Regions from separate parts of the Sus scrofa genome. Here region 2 is linked to region 1. Evidence: chromatin contacts called from public targeted proximity ligation data. All regions are on one chromosome and are shown on one strand. The core of a region is the stretch at or near the end of the contact, and the rest is flanking DNA. Distances in the headings are between cores, read along the strand shown. Region 1 has its middle 71 kb from the start of TRIB1. Region 2 overlaps NSMCE2 (E3 SUMO-protein ligase NSE2).

Region 1 (6,524 bases), core at 2,120-4,619:
AACCACCTGGGGAGCTTTTAAACCATACAATGACCGGACCTACCCATGGCCTTTTGGTCTGGCATAGAGCCCAAGCACCATTATTTTTTTAAAGCTTTTCGTATGATTCAAATTTGCAGCCAAGGGCACGAACCGTTCTATTAGGACATTCTAGTTACAGAAAGCAGGTTAACCTCAAGTCCAGCCGTAAGGCGTATGCACACAAAATCTACAAGCCAGAACCTTGAGCCCTCCTCTGTAAGGCACCATGTTCACAAGCAGCAGCCACTGAAAACGTCTCAAATTTTCAGCTATTGCCCAATACTGCATGTTTTCTACAAATGTATCAGTGGAAACTCTCATCACATCCTCTGTGGCCTGATTCTGCTGTGGGGCAGCACAGCCTGCAAAAGTGTCACCAGGCTCATCTCTCAACACTAGAGATTGAGCAATATGCAAAGTTGTCCCATCATGGCGGAGAGATAAATCGGGGTCACCCTGAACTCTAGCCTTCTCCAAGGCAGACTCTCCCCCTGTCTTTCTCCCACTGGCCAGCTACTTGCAAAGTCTCTGCTTTGGACCAAACCAACCAGAAATATAAAGGAGACCCAAAGTCTGACTTCTGCAGTCTTCCTGACTTCAGATTTTTTTTAAAATTTTTATTCAATTTATTTAAACTAAAAAACAAAAAACAAAACAAACCCCCCCCCTCCAAAAAAAACCCAGTTTACCCATTTCTCCCATGGCTCACCTCTTGCAACCACTAATCTGTTCTCTGTGTCTATGTTGTTTCTGGAGGTTTTTTGGGGGGTTATTTTTTGTTTTGTTTCGTTTTGTTTTTTTGCAGATACCACATATAAGAGAGGTCATTCAGTATTTATCTTTCTTTGTCTGACTTATTTCTCTATTAACGCCCTCAAGGTCCATCCACATTGTCATAAATGGCAAGATTTCATTCTTTTTATGGCTAATATTCCATTGCATGTGTGTGTGTGTTTGTATCACATATTCTCTATCCATTCAATCATCAATGGACAAAGGCTGTTTTCATATCCTGGCTATTGCAAATAATGCCACAATGAACATGGGGCTGCATATATCTTTTCAAATTGTTATTTTTATTTTCTTGAAATAAATACTCAGAAGCGGAATTGCTGGATCATATGGTAGTTCTATTTTTAACTTTTTGAGGAACTTCCATTGTTTTCCACAATGGTTACACCAATTTACCTTCCTACCAACAGTATACTAGGGTTCCATTTTTTCTGTTTCCTAACATTTATTTCTTGTCTTCTTTTTTCTTTTTTTTTTTTTAATCTTTTTTGCTTTTTAGGGCCACACCTGCAGCATATGGAGGTTCCCAGGATAGGGGTCAAATCAGAACTGTAGTTGCTGGCCTGCGCCACAGCTGCAGCAATGCAGGATCTGAGCCACGTCTGTGACCTACACCACAGCTCATGGCAACACCAGATACTTAACCCACTGAGCAAGGCCAGGGATCAAACCTGCGTCCTCATGGATGCTAGTCAGATTCGTTAACCCCTGAGCCATGACGGGAACTCCTATTTCTTGTCTTCTTGATAACAGCCATTCTAAGAAATGTGAGCTGATATCTCATTGTAGTTTTGATTTACATTTCCCTGATGGCTGGTGATATTGAGCATCTTTTCCTGCATCTATTGGCCATCTGTGTGTCTTCTTTGGGAAAACGTCCTCTGTTCATTTTTTAATCAGGTTGTTTGGGTTTTTGCTATTGAGTTGTATGAGTTCTTTGTATATTTTGCCTGATAGCTGCTTATCAGGTATATGATTTGCAGTTATTTTCTCTCATTCTGTTTCATCTTCATTCTGCGTTTCAGGCTGCATTTTCATTCTGTTGATAGTTGCCTTTGCTGTGCAGATGATTTTGATGTAGTCCCACTTGTTTATTTTTGCTTTGCTTTTGGTGTCAGACATACATCACATCTCACAGCAACCCAGGATCCTTAATGCACCAAGTGAGGTCAGGGATGGAACCCGCATCTTCACAGATACCAGTCAGGTTTGTTACCACTGAGCCACAATGGGAACTCCTGTCATACTGTTTTAGTTATTATAGCTTTATAATATAGCTTTAGATCAGGGATCATGATGTATCCATCTTTGTTCTTCTTTCTCAAGATTGCGTTGACTATTCAGAGTCCCCTGTGGTTCCATACAAATCTGAGTGTTGCTTGTTCCTGACTTCAGATTTTCCTTTCTCTGATGCCCCTTCAGGCCTCAGCTTTTATCCAAATCCACTCCAGTTCTCTAAAAAAAAAAAAAAAAAAATTTAATGATAACAATGAATAATAACTACATTTTTGTGTGCTCTGTCTGTAATAAATCTATGACAATGCTATAACAATTACTTTATATAACAATACTAGCATTTATTAAGAACTCTTACTTACATACTGGGCCACCTTCTTTCAATTATATATATATATTAGCTTATTTATCAACTCCATGAGGAAGGTGCTATAATATAATTCCCTTTTAAAGATGAGAAAGCTGGGGCACAGGACAGTTAAGTCACCTGCTTAAGGACACACAGCTAATGAGCCACAGAACAAGGAGTTAAACTTCAAGCTGTAAAGTCTGATTCTTAGCATCTATATCCTGCTGCCTCATGCAATCCTCCTGGGTCCTTAATGACAGTCTTCCCAGGCAGATATTTCCTGATTTTACAAATGAGAAAACTGGAGACTCAGCTATATCTTGGGCCCATGTGCCGAGTCGCCATATTGGAATTGGACCCTAAACCCAGTATTGTCTAATCCCATAGTCTGAGGCCCCAACCACCACACAGCTCTGCCCTTCCGTTCACACCAGTCTGAGCTTGGGGGAGCAGGGAGGGCCTCCCCATCTCCCTCCGAGGAATTGTTTGAGCCTTCTCCTCATGGTCAAGAATTTCTCACACGGGCTCCCCACTCAAGGGAGGCCTCCTGGGTTTCTGGATTCAAAGCCTGTGCGTGTGTCACGGCCAAGCATCTACACTAGCTGTGCCCCTGCAGATTTTCTCCAATCTTCAACTCCTCGGCAAGTGCTAGGGACTTTGTTCCATGATGGAAGGTCACTCGGTTCCAGTGGCAGGCTCAAGTGGGTGAGGGAGGCCCTTTGAGTCATGGAGGAAACCACAAGCTCGGGTCCCCGCAGCCCCTGCTCCCAGAGGCCGCACCCCAATACTGTGGAAATGTGTAATTTGCACCCTCATCCACCTCCCACAGACCCAGGGTTCTGCTGCTGCTGATTCATTTTGAGAAGCTCCACTTTCCACAGCTTCATGAGGAAGGATTGTCCCCACCGCCAGAGCCATGTGTGTTTGCTATGATTCATCAGATCGTCTGCAATCGCCTCAAAAATAGCCCTTACGCAATGCAGGAGCCGCTGGGAGCCTCGGCGCAGGGGCTTCCCCTCTTAGTCACCCTCTGGGCCTCAGTCCACTTCCACGCAGCCACGGGAACTCGGAGGGACAGGCACATGCCCAAAAGAGGAACTTGAGAAACTAGCAGGCGGGGGGTGAAGGCCGCCCCCCCACAGTTGGCAACTGTGATGAGGCAAGATCGCAGCTGTGGGCCTCTGTAGAAGTGAAATGTGCTCCGTAAACAAAATCTCCCAAGGCCAAGGGTGGCCGCGGCCCTGTGCCCTCTGGTCCCAGGGTCTGTGGCCAGCAAGGAGGCCCCGGACACGGCTGATCAGCTCTTCCTGCAGATTTGGATGTTCGACGGGAAGGCAGGCTGCTGGCAGAGGCTGATGCTGGTCTGAGCCTACAGAGAACACTGAGAGGGACAAGAGGGAGGGTGGTGTCCCACTGGGGGTGCCTCCTGCTGGAAGGAGGCCCTTCCGGTCCAGTGTTCCTCCTCTCTAGCCACCAGCAGTTAGATATGATGGGGGTTGGAGAGAGTTGTCACCACATGGATGCTCAGGCCCCATCTCCAGAGATCCTGGGTGGGCCTGGGTGTGGGTGCTTTTCAAAAGCTGACATTTTAGAGTTGAAAACTAGTTACCTAGGGCGAGCCATCACGTTGCATAGAAGGAGTTGCTGAACTTCAACTTTCCCTTGGCCTACAAAGCCTTCCACGATCAGGCCTCTTCATTTCCTCATTACCTCTCTGAATTCTCTGGGGTTTTTTGCTTGTTTGTTTGTTTGTTTGTTGTTTTTTCTTTTTTAGGGGCCGCACCTGCAGCATATGGCAGTTCCCAGACTGAGGGTTGAATCTGAGCTGCAGCCGCCAGCCTACGCCACAGCAACACGGGATCCGAGCCGCATCTGCAATCCACACCGCAGCTCACAGCAACTGCCGGAGTCTGAACCCACTGCAGAGATTGAACCCACATCCTCATGGATACTAGTCAGGTTCTTAACCCACTGAACCACAGGGGAAACTCGTGAATTCTCTGGTCTTACCACTTCTCTCTCTCTCTCCTCTTCCAGTCTCCTCCCCGCTCTTCCTCTTTCCCTCTCCCTGACTCTCCCCCCACCCTCCTCTCTTCCTCCCACCTCAGGGCCTTTGCACCACCTGTTACCCCTGCCTTTGCCCCAGATCCCTCAGGATTCTAAGTCCGAATCAGTACCTTAGTGCCTCTCCATGTTCTCACTTCATTTTCCTTCACAGCACAACAGACCCTATGTCTGTATTTTTTTATTGCCTTATCCTCCATTAGAATGTAGTCTCAGAAGGGCCAGGGCTTCCTGCTGCACTCCCAGCACCAGCATAGTGACTGGCAAGCCACGATTGCTCAATACCTATATTTGCTGGTGGATGGACAACCCCAGTATGGTGTTCACAGCAACACCAACGCCCCAACCCAAACTCCCCCAACTGGCACCAAGCCCCAAGGTCACATGTTTCTCTTTAAGGACTAGTTCATGAATGCACACAAAGTAAGCTCAGAGGCTGGACCCTTTCTCCATACGGTGCCTTCAAGGCACACCCACGGAGGACCAACGGTGGCTTCGTAACCAGCATACCAAGACAACCACTGGCAGAAAATAGCTGTCCTGTCCCCTTGGGAGGCCCTTCTAATGATGTGACCGAATGTGGTCACACTGATCAAATGTATTCAGACTCCCATGGGGAACTGGCCTTCACAATTTACTGGCCCCGACCTCTTGAATTGCAGCCACCATCTTGTTTTCAACCAGTCATCACTCGCGTATGTATCACTGTTTATCAACACAAAATGATGTCACGAATATGCTCGATCCTGACAGTAAACCTGGAAGCTGATGCTACTGCCCTTCATTTTCCAGACCAAGCCTCTGGGTCCCAGAGAAGTCAAGTCACTGGCCCAAGATCAAACAGCAGAGGCAGACTTGAAGCCAAATTTTGGCAAAGGCTGGTCCTCCGGTGGGATCTCCACCCAGCTCCCACTCCACACCAAGTGAGATTGTCACCCACCTTGAAAGCAAGCTTCGTTCGGAATCAGGTTTGGCGGCTGGTGGAAATCTTGCCCTCCTGGAGGAGGAAAGGCTTGCCATGTTCAAAGAGATACGAAAGCCCGGGCCTCCGCTTCTGAAAGGCAGTCCAGGAGACGGATTGACGCTGCTGGCACCTCTGTTAGCTTGTATTCCCCCAAAAGCAGAGCCTCAGACAAGGACAAGGTTAAATGCAGTTTATTCGGGAGGTGGCCCAAGAAGCCAGAATGAGAAGTGGGGAGAATGAATCAGACAAGGAGGAAAAGTCAATACGAGACTGTGATTTCAAAGTCGACCTTGTAGGCACAGGAACTAGTCTTTCAGGGTCTCTGACGTCCAGCTGCCGCACGCCAGGCTGCGTGGGCACCTGAAATGGGGCCCGAGACAAAACCAGAGAGTCACGTGTCCAGCGGGAGGCTATGAGCGAGTCAGAACTCACATGCAACCATCCACCCACACAGGTGCAGCAAAAGCCAGAGACCATCTGCAGGGATGTGCTGAGGGCGCAAAACCCCCTCCAGGGACGTCATTGGAATGAGTCCACAGTCTCCCCCGGGGACAACTCTGAAAGCAGCCCAAGTGTGTTTATTTGGAAGAAAAAGCTGGGCATGCCCCCCATCCTGTCCTGACCACCTCAGGCACAATTATGCGTGTCAATAGCTTCTCAGCCACTTCCTGCACTAAGAGCTGAAGTAGGGCCTTCCACCAACCCCGAGTATCCCTGCGTCCCCTTTCTTTGGTCTCCAGAAGCTGTCAGTCACACAAAAGCTCTGCCGGGTGCTAGGTCTTCCCAGTCTGAACACCGGCTTCTATCCCTACCACGGTCCTGCTTCCCAATAGAGGTCCTCGTGCCTCTCGGGCCTATGAATGTGATGCTCTCAAGGCCTGGCCCTTTCCCCCAGTTTCCAAGTGTGCAGATAGGGACACTTAGCAGAAGGGACCAGCCCAAAGCCCTCTGCTAAGTGTCCCTATCTGTGCACAGACCCAGGACGAGCCATACAATTTGCAGGAACCCTCGTTCAAAACTTATGAAGACGTTCAAAGAGGCGTTCCCATTGTGGCTGAGTGAACTCGACTAGTATCCATGAGGATGCAGGTTCGATCC
Region 2 (6,524 bases), core at 2,496-4,995, 350 kb after region 1:
ATTGTCTCTCAGCTTAAAATTTACCTTTTCATACAGGCTCTGTGATAATGAATGAAACGAAAGCACTTCTCCTTAAGTGAGCGTAATGTTTAAGTTTTCTCAATAGAAAGTTACTGGAAGGACACTGCAGAAGGGAGGTTCTCCAGTGAACATTGCACTTAATGATGAAAGACTGAACACTTTTGCCCTAAGATGAGGAACAAAATAAGGACATCTGCTCCTGCCACTTCCATTCAACACTGTACTTACTGTAGGTTCTAGGCAGGCAAGACAAAGAAATAAAAGCAACCCAACTGGAAAGGAAGAAATAAAACTATCTCTATTCACAGATGACATGATCTTACAAAAAGAAAATTCTGAAGAATCCACTAAAAAACACATAGATAATAGATATTTACACACACAGACACACACACACAGACACACACACACACGCCAAAATAAATAAATTCAGCAAGGTTGTGGGATACAAGATCAACATATAAAAATCAACTGTGTATTTAAACATTTGCAATGAATAGCACCAAAAAGAATAAATTGTTTTAGAATAAAGTAACAAAAAATGTAAAACTAATAATCTGAAAACATTGAAAAAAGTACAGAAGATATAAATAGATGCTAAAAAAAAATCCTATGGTCCTATGGAAAACAATATTGTTGAGATGATAATGTTTCCCAAATTGAACTATAAGCTTCATGCAATCCCATCAGAACCCAGCTGGCTTCTCTGTAGAAAGTGATAGGCTGATCCTAAAATTTATACAGAATTACAAGAGACCCCCCCCCAAAAAAACTCAAAACAATTTTGAAAAAAAGGAGTAAAGTTGGAGGACTACACTTTTCAACTTCAAAACTTCCTGCAAAGCAGCAGCTACAAGACAATGTGCTGATGGCAGAAGGATAGGCATACAGAATTCTATCAATGGAATAGAATTAATTGAGAGTCCAAAAATAAACTTGTATGTCAATGGTCAACTGATTTTCAACAATGAGGTACCAAGACTATTAATGAGGGAAGAATGATGCTGGGACAACTGGACAGCCACATACAAAAGAATGAAACTGGACCATTAGTCAAGCCATCTACAAAAATTAATTCAAAAATGGATCTAAATATAATAGCTAGAGCTGTGAAACTCCTAGGAAAAAATATAGGAATAAATTTGCATGACCTTAGATTTGACAATAGATTCTTAGGTATGATCAAAAACACATGTAACAAAAGAGAAAATAGATAACCGGACTTCACCAAATAAAAAACTTCTATATTTTAAAGAACACTATCAATAAAGTAAAAAGACAACTCACAGAATGGGAAGAAATATAAATCATACATTTGATTTTGGACTTGCATCCAGAATATATAAAGAACTCTTACAACTCAAAAATAGAGACAGAAATAACTCAATTTGAAAATGGGCAAAGGATCCAAATAGACATCTCTCCAATACAAATGTCCAAAAAGCACATGAAAATATACTGCACTTCATTAGTCATCAGAAAATGCGAATCAAAACCATGATATCAATTTGTACACAAACGTTCAGAGCAATATTTCTTAATAATATCCAAATAATAATTTATTAATAATAACAACCCAATGTCCAGCAACAATGAATGCATAGATAAGATGTGGTACATTCAAACAATGGAATATGATGTAGTCATAAAAAATAGAGCAATTGACTGGAAGGGGTTAAAAAGAAATCTAGGTTAGTTATCAAAAATAAAACCTAGAGTTCCCACTGTGGCTCCATGGTTAACAAACCCAACCAGTATCCATGAGGACACAGGTTCAATCCCTGGCCTCGCTCAGTGGGTTAAGGATCTGTAGTTGCTGTGAGCTGTGACGTAGGTCGCAGACACGGCTCAGATCCTGCATTGCTCTGGCTGTGGTGTAGGCCTGTAGCTGTAGCTCCGATTGGACCCCTAGCCTGGGAACCTCCATATGCTGTGGGTGTGGCCCTAAAAAGACAAAAAAAAAGTAAAACCCCATCAAGGGATATAATGAAACATTAATGAAATCATTTTAAATCAATCATTATGGCAGATAGTGCTAGAATGCAGGGGAAGGGGAGATTCAAATGTCAACAAAGCTTCCTCTCAACTTCAGTCTAGGCATCAGTGCAGGCTCTTAAAGCCCTTCAAAGAAGTTCACACAAAGAATGCCTCTTGCACTTGGTCACATGCAAAACTGAAGCAAGAAGCACATCTATTTGGTGCTTCCCCAAGGGCCTTCTCCAAACTGGGTTCATAACTCCCACCCACAGGGAGAAAGCCAGGGCCTGAAGCAGCACCAAGAGACAAGCAAATTAGCATTTCCAAGGTCAACTGCTGACAGGCCTAATTGTTTACAGCAACTAGAGTGTTCTGGCTGCTTAAGAGGCTTACTCCCTCTAGCTTGCTCAAGACCAAAAGAAACTAAATTACCACATCAGCTACAAAATATGAAAGTAGTGTAGGTGTGGAGTCAAATCAGCATGTGACATTTCAAACAGAAGCAAATATTAATAGGATCTGCAGAAGTAAGTTTAAGCTGGTTAAACAATTTGGGGAAAAACCTAAAATACCAATCACGCCAGTGGTAGAGGGCGACTAATACAAAGAGAAAAAAGAGAAAGGAAAAAACAGAAATCGGTAAATAGTATTATCTTGTTTTACTAACTGGTTCAATGTGAATATCACCAAAACCTCTAAAAAGCTACAAAACTGATTGATTTAACTACCCTTAAAATTTCTTGATAGAGTCACTGAAAAGTGAAATACCCTCTCTACTTGCTATTACAGTTGCCATTTGCCACATGCAGTGGCAATTAGGCATTTGAAATTTGGCTAGTCTGGATTGAGATCCATCATAAGATTTTGAACTTGGAACCTGGCACAAAAAAAAGAATGTAAATGTAAAAATAACTCAATTTTAATACTGATTACATACTGAAATAATATTCTAGGCACATTAGATTAGATAAAACATTACTGAAATTAATTCCTACTCTTCTTGCCTTTTGTAATGAGGACGGTGGAATATTTTAAGTTACATACGCGGCTCACATTATATTTTTATTGGACAGTGCTGCTACATATAAATATAACTTTCCACTTATATAGAACACACAATTTCAGTTATAAAGCACAGAAAGAAGAGGGATAAATAAGTCTGGATAATAAAATAATTTTCTCTAGAATAATCAAATTGGTTTCATCTGTTAATCACCAATCAAATAAAAGCATGTTTCTGCTTACTGAAAGACAAACTTCAATGTCTTTTAAAAAGCCTTGATGTTTCAAAAATGATCCTAAGTCTGTTCTACCTCTGCCATGAATTGTACTCTTTGCCTAGAATTAAACTAGTCTTAATTGTTTTCAATGATCATACGTATAATACAAAATGCTAGTTTAATTTTAAAATCTGATCGAGCGACACCATTTCAGTTCTTTCTGTAGCGGTCATTTTCACATTCTATTAGATCATTGAAACCTAAGCCACGTCTCTGATTCAAAGATTTAAAAAAAAAAAAAAAAAAGTAGAAATCAACTCAAATGTTATTCTAAAAAAAAAAAAAAAAATTGTTATTCTCCAGCATCTAGAAAAACCGAGGCAGTACTCAGGTACTATACAGATTCTGTTTTAGAAATCTAAAAGATGACTCATTTACTATTTCAAAAAGTGACACCTTAATATGGATGGGAGAGCTCAGCAAACAGGAGAGCAGAGCAAGCAATTATTTCCACACATGCCATCATGTGGAGAAACCAAGCCAAATTTCAGGTTGGTACAGTCAGTGGAAGAAAGAAAATCTGGAGGTGTTGGAATGGTTGGAAATTTATGGAGTGAGAGTGGTAACATGAGGTGAGGTGAGGCCAAGAGCAGCCCAAGCTCTCCTCTCCAGAGCCCTTAAAAAGGAAACTGCTCAACTTTCTGACGAAGGAAGCCAAGAGGAAAGAAAAACACATTTCACACTTTTTAACATCCCCAAACTATTCGCCACACAACTGGCCCGCTGAGAGAATTACACCTACTGTTGATACATCTTTTTAAAGTGGCTTTTAAAAGTTATCAACCACAAAATCAAGAGGCACCAACTTAGAATAGTAAATAATAAATATGAGACACATATATCGCTGGTAAGTAAATGAACTGAGTAACCTGGATAACTGGAAATGAAGCTGGTGGAAATGAGAGGTATATTCCTCATTTCTAGAAGAGCTGATCTTAAAACGTTGTGATCTCAATAGCCTCACAGTTTTTCTGGTCTGAACTAAACATTTTTTTTTTTTGGTACTTTTAGATATATGGAATAATTCAGGCTCCAAGCTACTGAATTCCAATAATTTAGTTACTGTACCTTTTATACAATCCTGAACCCTGCAATTAACAGATCAGTTACGCCCCGACAGCTACCTCATAAGAAGTGTTCTGATGCCATCTAGTGGCTTATGTTTCTCATCAAAGGGGAGATGATTAAACCAAAATGTGGTCCTTGGGCGAGCAGCATCGGCGTTACCTGGGGAACTTGTTAAAAGTGCAAATTCTTCAACTTATCCCACATCTCTTGCAACTTTAGTGGTGGTGGCCAGAAATCTGTGTTTTAACAGCTCTCTAAGTCATTCGTCCCAAGTTTCAGAACCACTGGATTAACCAGTCCTTACATAAAAATTAAGTGCAAAGTCTTCAAAAAATTAGGTTCCCCAATTAACGAAAGTGCTCAATTTCTAATTTTGGAAAGCAACTTAGTTTTCTGTATTCTGGATCCAAATATCTGTATTTAAAGAATGTTGTTAAAAGCCATTTACTAACATATTAATACACACATTTAACACCTGATGAGCATCAAATGAGCCCCAGCCTCTGAAAATATCAGATGCAACCCTGAGGTCTGTGCCCTGAGGAAACCCAGTTCAAAGGAAGACCATTACAGACATTAAATAAATAAATAAATAAATGCAAAAAGCCCTGTGAAACAAAGGAAAATAATTAAGTGGTATCGGGAAATCAGGTTTTGGCATCTTAAGGGGCTCAGCTGAAAAGCGGGAACACATGAAAAGCCAAGGAGGTAGAACACTGGTGACTTTTAAATTAAGAGCCATCTACCCTAATGATGATAGACACCAAGACAAGAGTCTACTGTTTACATCTGCTCCTGTGAAGCTATGTTATGAAGTAATCAAGAGAGAAGCAGATCTGGTGAAGCCTGGTTAAACTGTTTATTTTCTATTGTGGTCTTAGAGGAAAACTGGATTTTTTTTTTTTGGTCTTTTTGCCATTTCTTGGGCCGCTCCCGAGGCATATGGAGTTTCCCAGGCTAGGGGTCGAATCGGAGCTGTACCCGCCGGCCGACACCAGAGCCACAGCAACTTGGGATCCGAGCCACATCTGCGACCTACACCACAGCTTATGGCAACACCAGATCCTTAACCCACTGAGCGAGGCCAGGGGTCAAACCCACAACTTCTTGGTTCCTAGTCAGATTCGTTAACCACTGAGCCACGACAGGAACTCCTGGATTACTTTAAATAACAACTTAAGGGACGTTTAGTAAGCCCCATAATGCATCTATGTGTTTGCATTCTTTAAATTCATAATTTGCAAACTTTAAATTCAGTTTGATATTATGCTCTTCTTTGGAAAAACAAAAACCCAACTTTTAATAGGTAGCTATTTACTCATCCTTTAAAAGTTATATGCTTGAAGTAAAAAAAACTGGATCAAGAGATATATGCCCAGTATGGCCATTGGTGCATAGTATATACAATTAAGTATATACTATTACTCCATGGCTTAAACGGTGAACCTATCACTGAAGAGAAAAAAAAAAAAAATTAACTCTGAAAGGCTAACCTTCCACAATCACACCTCAAATATATGACAGGTAACATCACAGACATTAATACAGGTGGAGTTAAAATATAAAGTATAGGAGTTCCTGTCGTGGCGCAGTGGTTAACGAATCTGACTAGGAACCATGAGGTTGTGGGTTCGATCCCTGCCCTTGCTCAGTGGGTTAACGATCCGGCATTGCCGTGAGCTGTGGTGTAGGTTGCAGACGCGGCTCGGATCCCGCGTTGCTGTGGCTCTGGTGTAGGCCGGCAGCTACAGCTCCGATTCGACCCCTAGCCTGGGAACCTCCATATGCCTCAGGAGCGGCCCAAGAAATGGCAAAAAGACAAAACAAACAAAAAATATACAAAGTATCAAAGACTTGCTATTAATTTTGATTTTGTTCTTTTAAGATAGAAGTTTAGTTACCCACAGAGACCAACTATTACATTCTAACATTTTAAGAGCAAATGCCCGCAACAGGGTGAATTTCTGAACTATTCTTCTTTCCCTTTTCTAGGTTTCCTTCTGCCCACAAGTGAGTCTGTCAAAATATGTCACAGAAAGATGGGTCAAAAGTAAAACAGAAAGAATAATAAGTTTTTAAACACAAGAAAAAAATCTTGAAACTGATTTTTTAAAAAGAACTTTCCTCATTGTCACTGTCATTGCAAAAATGAGTCTGTGGAGTCAGTGTATGGGCTTG

The links.
Region 2: a contact with region 1 is called in a targeted proximity ligation map of alveolar macrophages. A contact is called at or near these places in 2 of 47 Hi-C or Micro-C datasets (embryonic fibroblasts and skeletal muscle) and 1 of 2 datasets of targeted methods (alveolar macrophages).

Annotation. Positions count from the first base shown.
Region 1 is chr4:14,224,107-14,230,630 of Sscrofa11.1, forward strand. No RefSeq gene overlaps it. Among named protein-coding and RNA genes, the nearest start is that of TRIB1, 71 kb to the right of the region's middle.
Region 2 is chr4:14,572,341-14,578,864 of Sscrofa11.1, forward strand. The region is part of intron 2 of NSMCE2 (E3 SUMO-protein ligase NSE2); the gene reads right to left. Among named protein-coding and RNA genes, the nearest start is that of WASHC5, 23 kb to the right of the region's middle.